Regions from separate parts of the Rattus norvegicus genome. Here region 2 is linked to region 1. The links are chromatin contacts, called in public Hi-C maps. All regions are on one chromosome and are shown on one strand. Each heading gives the region's core, a stretch centred on a gene start, on an enhancer-like site or on the middle of the called end of the contact. The rest is flanking DNA. Distances are from core to core; before and after follow the strand shown.

Region 1 (3,163 bases), core at 357-2,856:
TTGTAGTCTTGGGGTGCAGTAACTTAAAAGTTAACATGGTTGAAAAACTTCAAGCAAATTTACTAATTGTGACCTCTCTCACAATCAAACCCTCATAATCAAAACCGAATGTTTTCTACAATGTGTTTAATATGTGAGCCTTACTATACCAAGCACCAGTTCAGCTTTTAATTGGGACATGCACATAAACATGCCCATGGACATGGACCTGCACAAAAGCTGTCTTCTGTCAGTTCTCTAATTACAGACATTCCCTATTATGAATTTTAGTATCTGTAGCCTGGAGAGTGACTCTCTCCATGGTCATGTAAGTAACATCATGCTAGCTACATGGGACATGAAAAACAGACATAACTTTACCATGTGCAAACATATATTATTGTTTTGCTTCTGTGTCTTCAAATGCTTTCACTTTGTCCCCTGGAAAGTCAACAGCCCTACACCTCCCCCTCCTCCATCTTCCCCATCCCTAAGTCCTGACTTCAGATCGTGAGTGCCTTTTCTTTTACTTTGCATGCCCTGATGCTCAGAGCTTCTTATATTTTCTTCACCTCATGTGCCATTAGCCTGTGCCTCGTTTCTCAGAACAGTAGAAACAATGTGGGTTCTTTTCCTCTGCTGCTCAAATCCAGACACCAAGGATGTGGGTAGTATTATAAAACTGCTGTCCGAGCGAAGAGACCGCATTGCAATCTGGGATCCTCACCAGCTCTCTTCCTCTTTCACCATCATGCAAGAGACCATGACGTGGATTGGCATTATTAAGACACCCTCTACTTCTTTTTCTGAGCCTTTGTAAGAGGCTACCTGGAAGGGCAGTGTCCAAGTGCAAGCACTTGGGGAGAAAAATAGCCCACTCTCAAGAAAGTGACTCAGAATTGATCTGATTAACCAATAATCATCAGCTATGTTGTTATTTGATATAAGGAAAACAATAACTTAGATGTAGATCTTGAGACAAATAGTTTTATATGCAAACTTTTAAGAAAAAAATCAGAAAAATTGTGCCTGGTACAAAGATTTGCAGTAGGCTTTCCTAGGTACTTCATTTCTAAGAGCATAGAAACATATCGATACATGATAAGTTTCCTAAGAACTTAATACTGAGACTGGGAACAAAGCAGAAACAGGCCCTGGACTTAGGTTGAGCTGAGTCCAAGGCTTCTTGCATCACACCTGCTAATCACTAAGCGGAGAGGTCTGTTCCAAGATGTAACACTCCACTGTTGGCTGGCCCACATGGCTTGTATTACCACACATCCACTTATTACCCTCCTGGGAGGATTTCTATTGTGAAGCCTACAGGAAAAAAATGCCCCCAAATTCTGTAGAGCCGAGAATGCAGACATTCTGCCCATGTGGCACTTGTTTGTCAATTGAGCACGGGAAGAGAAATTGATGAGGGAACTAATTATTGTTGAAGGAGCCTCAGAAACAGAAGCATTCATACATCATACAACACAGAACAACGAAGGAATCTTTTCCCCAAACTTTGAAGACTTAGTTTCTGAGACGGCATAGCTGGTGAACAGAACTGGGCTTCTCCATTAAAAACAGCCCTGTGCTTTATTGAGGGCAGACGTGGCTCATGGGGGTTAAAGCAGTAGGAGTGTCCATTTCTTAAAATTGTGAAATTTTCTATTTTCTTTCCAGCATTACATAGACCATAACAGTCTGGGCTAATCTTTTGTCTTCTTAGGTTTTATGAAAATCAGTGTGTGTGTGTGTGTGTGTGTGTGTGTGTGTGTGTGTGTGTGTGTGTGTGTTCGTTCTCTCTCTCACCACAGTAGTTCAAGTGTTTGGAGCTTTTCAAAACAAAAGCTCAGTGGCTTACTGTTTAACTATGCAAAGAAAGAATTCGGGCACTAAGTGAAATTGCTCTGGACTTTAAAAAAAGACATGCCCAATTTGGTTTTCAAGCCACAGATGTTTTCCTTCGGCAAAGTTACTAGTCAAAATACATTCACAGAGAGTTAGAATAAATTCTTTAACTTTGTACATTAATGCAAAATGGCAATTACTTGGTATCTTGCAAGGGAAATAAAAAATATTTCTAATGTCTGCATCTATTCAACATAAAGTAAAAAAAACTAGAAAGATATTAACAAGCAATCTGCAAAAGAAAGAAAGAAACAGATTGAGTAAGAAGGCATACATTGCTGTAGACCTGGGACTAACTTTCCTATTATTATTTGTAATTTTGCCTACATGTGGTCAAAGATTGAGGCGTTTCCAGAACCCCCAAAAAGGAAAACTTCTGCTACAAAATCAAGAGATATTACTTGTGTATAGGATAAAAAAATCTTTGAATACATCCTAAAACATGAGGAACTCTGGCATGCATAGAATATGTATGAAACAATGTTTAAATCAATGAATTATACACTTTGCAGAGTACCACAGTAAGTCCTATGCAGACATTTACTTACTTATCCTCAAAGAGCTTATAGTTCACTAGTGTCATGAGAATAGGACATTTTGTGAGATTTGTATAGAACAAGATAGAAAAAGAGATATTGTGGGAAAGCATGAAGAGTAGGAAATCATTTTTCATGCTGAAGTGCTCCAGTATATATACGGCAATTAAATAGGAATAGCTGCTTATTGTTGGATTTTTTTTCTAATAGTAGAAATATTCTCACTGACTAAGTTCTTTTTATTTTAAAACTGCCCAATGTTTTTCATCACCGATGTAATGACAAGCAAAAGCAATTGTGAGAAATCTCTCTTTTCTCATCTTTTGATTACCATGGCCCTCTCAAAAATGTGGCTGTTTATACCACAACGTTCAGTTTAGTACACTGGCAATAATTTTTTTCTTTTATCTAATATAATATATTTGACCTGTCTTAAATTTCAACAATGTTGACAATATACAGAGAAAAGGTAATATTTGGTTATTCAAGGCAAATGTTATGAGCTATCATGGTTGGTAACCTCATTTGAACTAAGGAACTATCTTGGAGTAAGACAGAAGACAGTTCTAAGAAGTTTGCCAAAGTTTTTCCAGGGCCAGCACATTTGATCTCTATGTTCTTTCACAGTTAGAATTATAATTCAGCTTGAGAAATCATACTCTCTCTGATCTCTGAGAGTAAGTAGAAACTGTGGGTGCCATTTGGACATGCAGATGACACCAAGGCTCTTATCAGCACAATACCCA
Region 2 (3,163 bases), core at 184-2,683, 310 kb before region 1:
TTACTCCCGTGTTTGGCAAAATGTATCGGCCTGCTCAGAAACATGTCATTTGGTGTGGAAACAACCGATGAATCTCATCACTGTTCGTTTACCATAAGCAAACCACCACCTTCCCGGAGTCAGTTTTGACCTTCTCTCTTTTCCCTAAAGATGCATCTGTAACCACCTTTGCCCCTCCCCCACTGCTCTACTCCCATTCCAGGACTCAAGAGTCACACTGTGGCTTCTGTTTGTACACATGCCTGAGAGGAGAGGCTCTTTTGCTCCCAAAGCCCACGAAGTTCCTAATGAAAACCCTGCATGTACACACATCCTGTGCACATATATCCTGATGCCATCCTAAATTCCGTAACCATCTCCGGGTCCTTGTATTTGTCTGTATCTTTATTCAAATATTTATATTCTGGACTTAGGAAAGCACCTTCCGATCACAAGTTTTTCTTCCTTTAATAAAACCACAGAGGTTTCTCTTGTATAAGCCATTGGCACACCTGATACATGCTTGTTCTCAGACAGTTTGCCTCTGCAGCCACAGAGGATTGGTGTGGAATTTCCATACCCGTGTTAAGGACAGCCATAGCAATGCCAGAGGTTCTTGTGAAATATATGATTAGCATGTACCACAGGAATTAATAATTCTCAGGCCACTGTCTTAAACTGTAACCACATTGTTGTTGCAGGGAAGTTGCTCAATTTATACTCACAGAATGTGAACAGCTGCATTCTGACCAAGAAACCAGCTTCATTTAAAATCCATATCCCAAAAGGTGCTTTCAAAATACTACTTAGTATGCACGTGATATGTTGCTGTGAGTGACAAATTATGGTAATTTCCTTGATAATTTGATCCTTTGATTCTTTTCTTCTCCTCTGTAAAGCCTATGTAAATACAAAGGAAGAATGCCATTTCTAAAAATAGTTTTTAAATGTTTTTCCCAAAGTAAAAAAAAACTTAATTTAATAATTTTATTGAATTATAAAAAAAATAATCCATTGGAGATTGTGTCAAATTAGGGTTTCCCAATTAAACAGTCACTTTGAAACCCCATTTCTAGCTTGCTAGATTTTAGTAGGTCAGCAAGCACACCCAGACGTATTAAGGTGGACTGCTCTGTTTATTGATTTTCCGTGCATCTGCTAAGGGCTCAAGGCAATTGTCTGCGGAAGGGGGCGGGAGGCCCATACATGATCGAGGTCATGCGCATCTAGCCAATTTGTAAGCCGATCCGCCGCCCAAAGCCATCAGCAATCCTTAGCATAGGGGCACACTCATGCATTCCTGTCAAGTCATCTTGTGAAGGCTGCCTGCTTCCAGCTTGGCTTGGATGTGCAACCTTAATAAAACTCACTGAGGTCTGGGAGAAAATAGCAGATCTGCTGCAGATAGGGTAGAGGAAAGGGACTAGAATATGTACTTGCAGCTGACTCGGGCAGGCTCCACGCTGAACGGTTACACAGAGAGGAAACAATAAATCTAAGCTACTATTGCAATAAATATCTCAAGTTTTAACGAAGGAAACTATCATTACAGTAATTTTTTTAAGTAACGCGTTTTAGAACAAAGCTAACAAATGGCTAGTTTTCTGTGGATCTTCTTCAAATGCTTTCTTTAACGGGGAGAGCGTCAAACAAGCAGTTTTACCTGAAATAAAGAACTAGTTTAAAGGTCAGAAGAGAGGAGCAAGCTTTGCAGGAGGCACGGAAGGCGAGTGCTGGCAGTACAATGACAGTTTTCCTTTCCTTTGCATTCTTCGCTGCCATTCTGACTCACATAGGGTGCAGCAACCAGCGCCGGAGTCCAGAAAACGGAGGGAGAAGATATAACCGAATTCAACATGGGCAATGTGCCTACACTTTCATTCTTCCAGAACACGACGGGAACTGCCGTGAGAGTGCGACAGAGCAGTACAACACCAACGCTCTGCAAAGGGATGCTCCACACGTGGAGACGGATTTCTCTTCCCAGAAACTTCAGCATCTGGAGCATGTGATGGAAAATTATACTCAGTGGCTGCAAAAAGTAAGTGATCGCTTTCGGTTTCTAATTGCTCTGAGCCTTCCCGGCTCCCCCTCTGCAGCGAGCTCAGAGTTCCGCAGGGGGCATTTGTGTTTACCTTTTGCTCCGGGGGGCAGTGTTTGCAAAAGAAAAGGGCTCTCTTCTCTGGGCTCAACTTCCTGGGTAAGCCAGGGGTCCTGGGCTTGTGGGAACCTCTGATCCTGTGACTTCCTAAATGTGCTTCTAACACTGGCAAATTTTATGCCAACCCTGCTTTTTTCCCCCCTAAAGTTTATTTTGAGCATTCTGACTGTCAAAGTCCAATTTTGAAAAAGAAAGCTCGCACTTCTTGGGCAACTTGGTGTAAAAAAAAATCATAATGGTGATATATACGGAAGTTTAAATGGAATGTACAGCAAGGAGTTTTGTGAGTTGCCATGGGAAATCTTCATAAAATGCTTACCCCCAACTTTAATAATATTAAATGAGAATAAGTATGAAGTACTCATATTGCATTTGTTTAGAAAAAATGTATTTGTAAGTTAAAGGGACTTAACTTCACAAGTGATATATGAGGACTGACATCTGAAATCAAGAAAATAGCTTCTGATGGGAAAATTGTAGGGAAGGGCTTTTGCTCACATTAAGGATAGAAATTCAGCCCATAAAGTCTCCTGTGTGCACCTGCAGATTGGGCTGAACACGAGAAGGCTGTGGTAATTCTTGACAAGCATTGCTTCCCTGGGTTAGGAACAGAGATAGTGCCATCTGGGAGCCTCAGTCTCCCGAGGAACGTTAATGCGGAGTGCGTACTTGATCCCAATTTATAGAAGTCACACTGATCAGTGCGTGGGTCTTTTTTCGTAAGCCACAGAACATTCTGTAGCTGCTGTTGTTAAGTCTGCCTTTTCCATGGTGAGTACATGTTTCAGCTCATTCTCTAATCACTGTTTAGCTGTGTAACAGGTAAGTACATGTTTCTAGAGCCACGACAACCTCTCCTACAGGACCTGAGCCTCAGCGTGGGCAGAAGGATGGGACTAGGCTGCTGGTACCACAGCAAGCCCTCTAAAAGGATAAGAGATGGGGAAAGGCAAACTTCTGTTCTGTGTGGTCCCAGTTACTTAGGTCTGCGCCTGCTGCTGAATCATGCCTGCTGGTAGCTCT

The links. Hi-C and Micro-C count contacts between places; a contact is called where the count stands out from the background.
Region 2: a Hi-C map of psoas muscle shows a contact between it and region 1, with 2.5 times the contacts expected there. The contact joins the promoter of Angpt1 here to the enhancer-like site in region 1.

What each region holds. Positions count from the first base shown.
Region 1 is chr7:75,354,479-75,357,641 of GRCr8, reverse strand. No RefSeq gene overlaps it. Among named protein-coding and RNA genes, the nearest start is that of Angpt1, 310 kb to the left of the region's middle. Within about 2 kb of position 1,606, at least 5 of the 93 cell types and tissues checked have an H3K27ac peak or open chromatin away from gene starts, as enhancers often do.
Region 2 is chr7:75,666,966-75,670,128 of GRCr8, reverse strand. It overlaps Angpt1 (angiopoietin 1), which reads left to right and starts at 1,433. Exons shown (of 9, transcript NM_053546.2): 1 at 1,433-2,020. The coding sequence starts at 1,724. LOC102547184 (a long non-coding RNA gene) reads right to left here and starts at 1,780. Exons shown (of 4, transcript XR_005487102.2): 1 at 1,643-1,780; 2 at 705-879.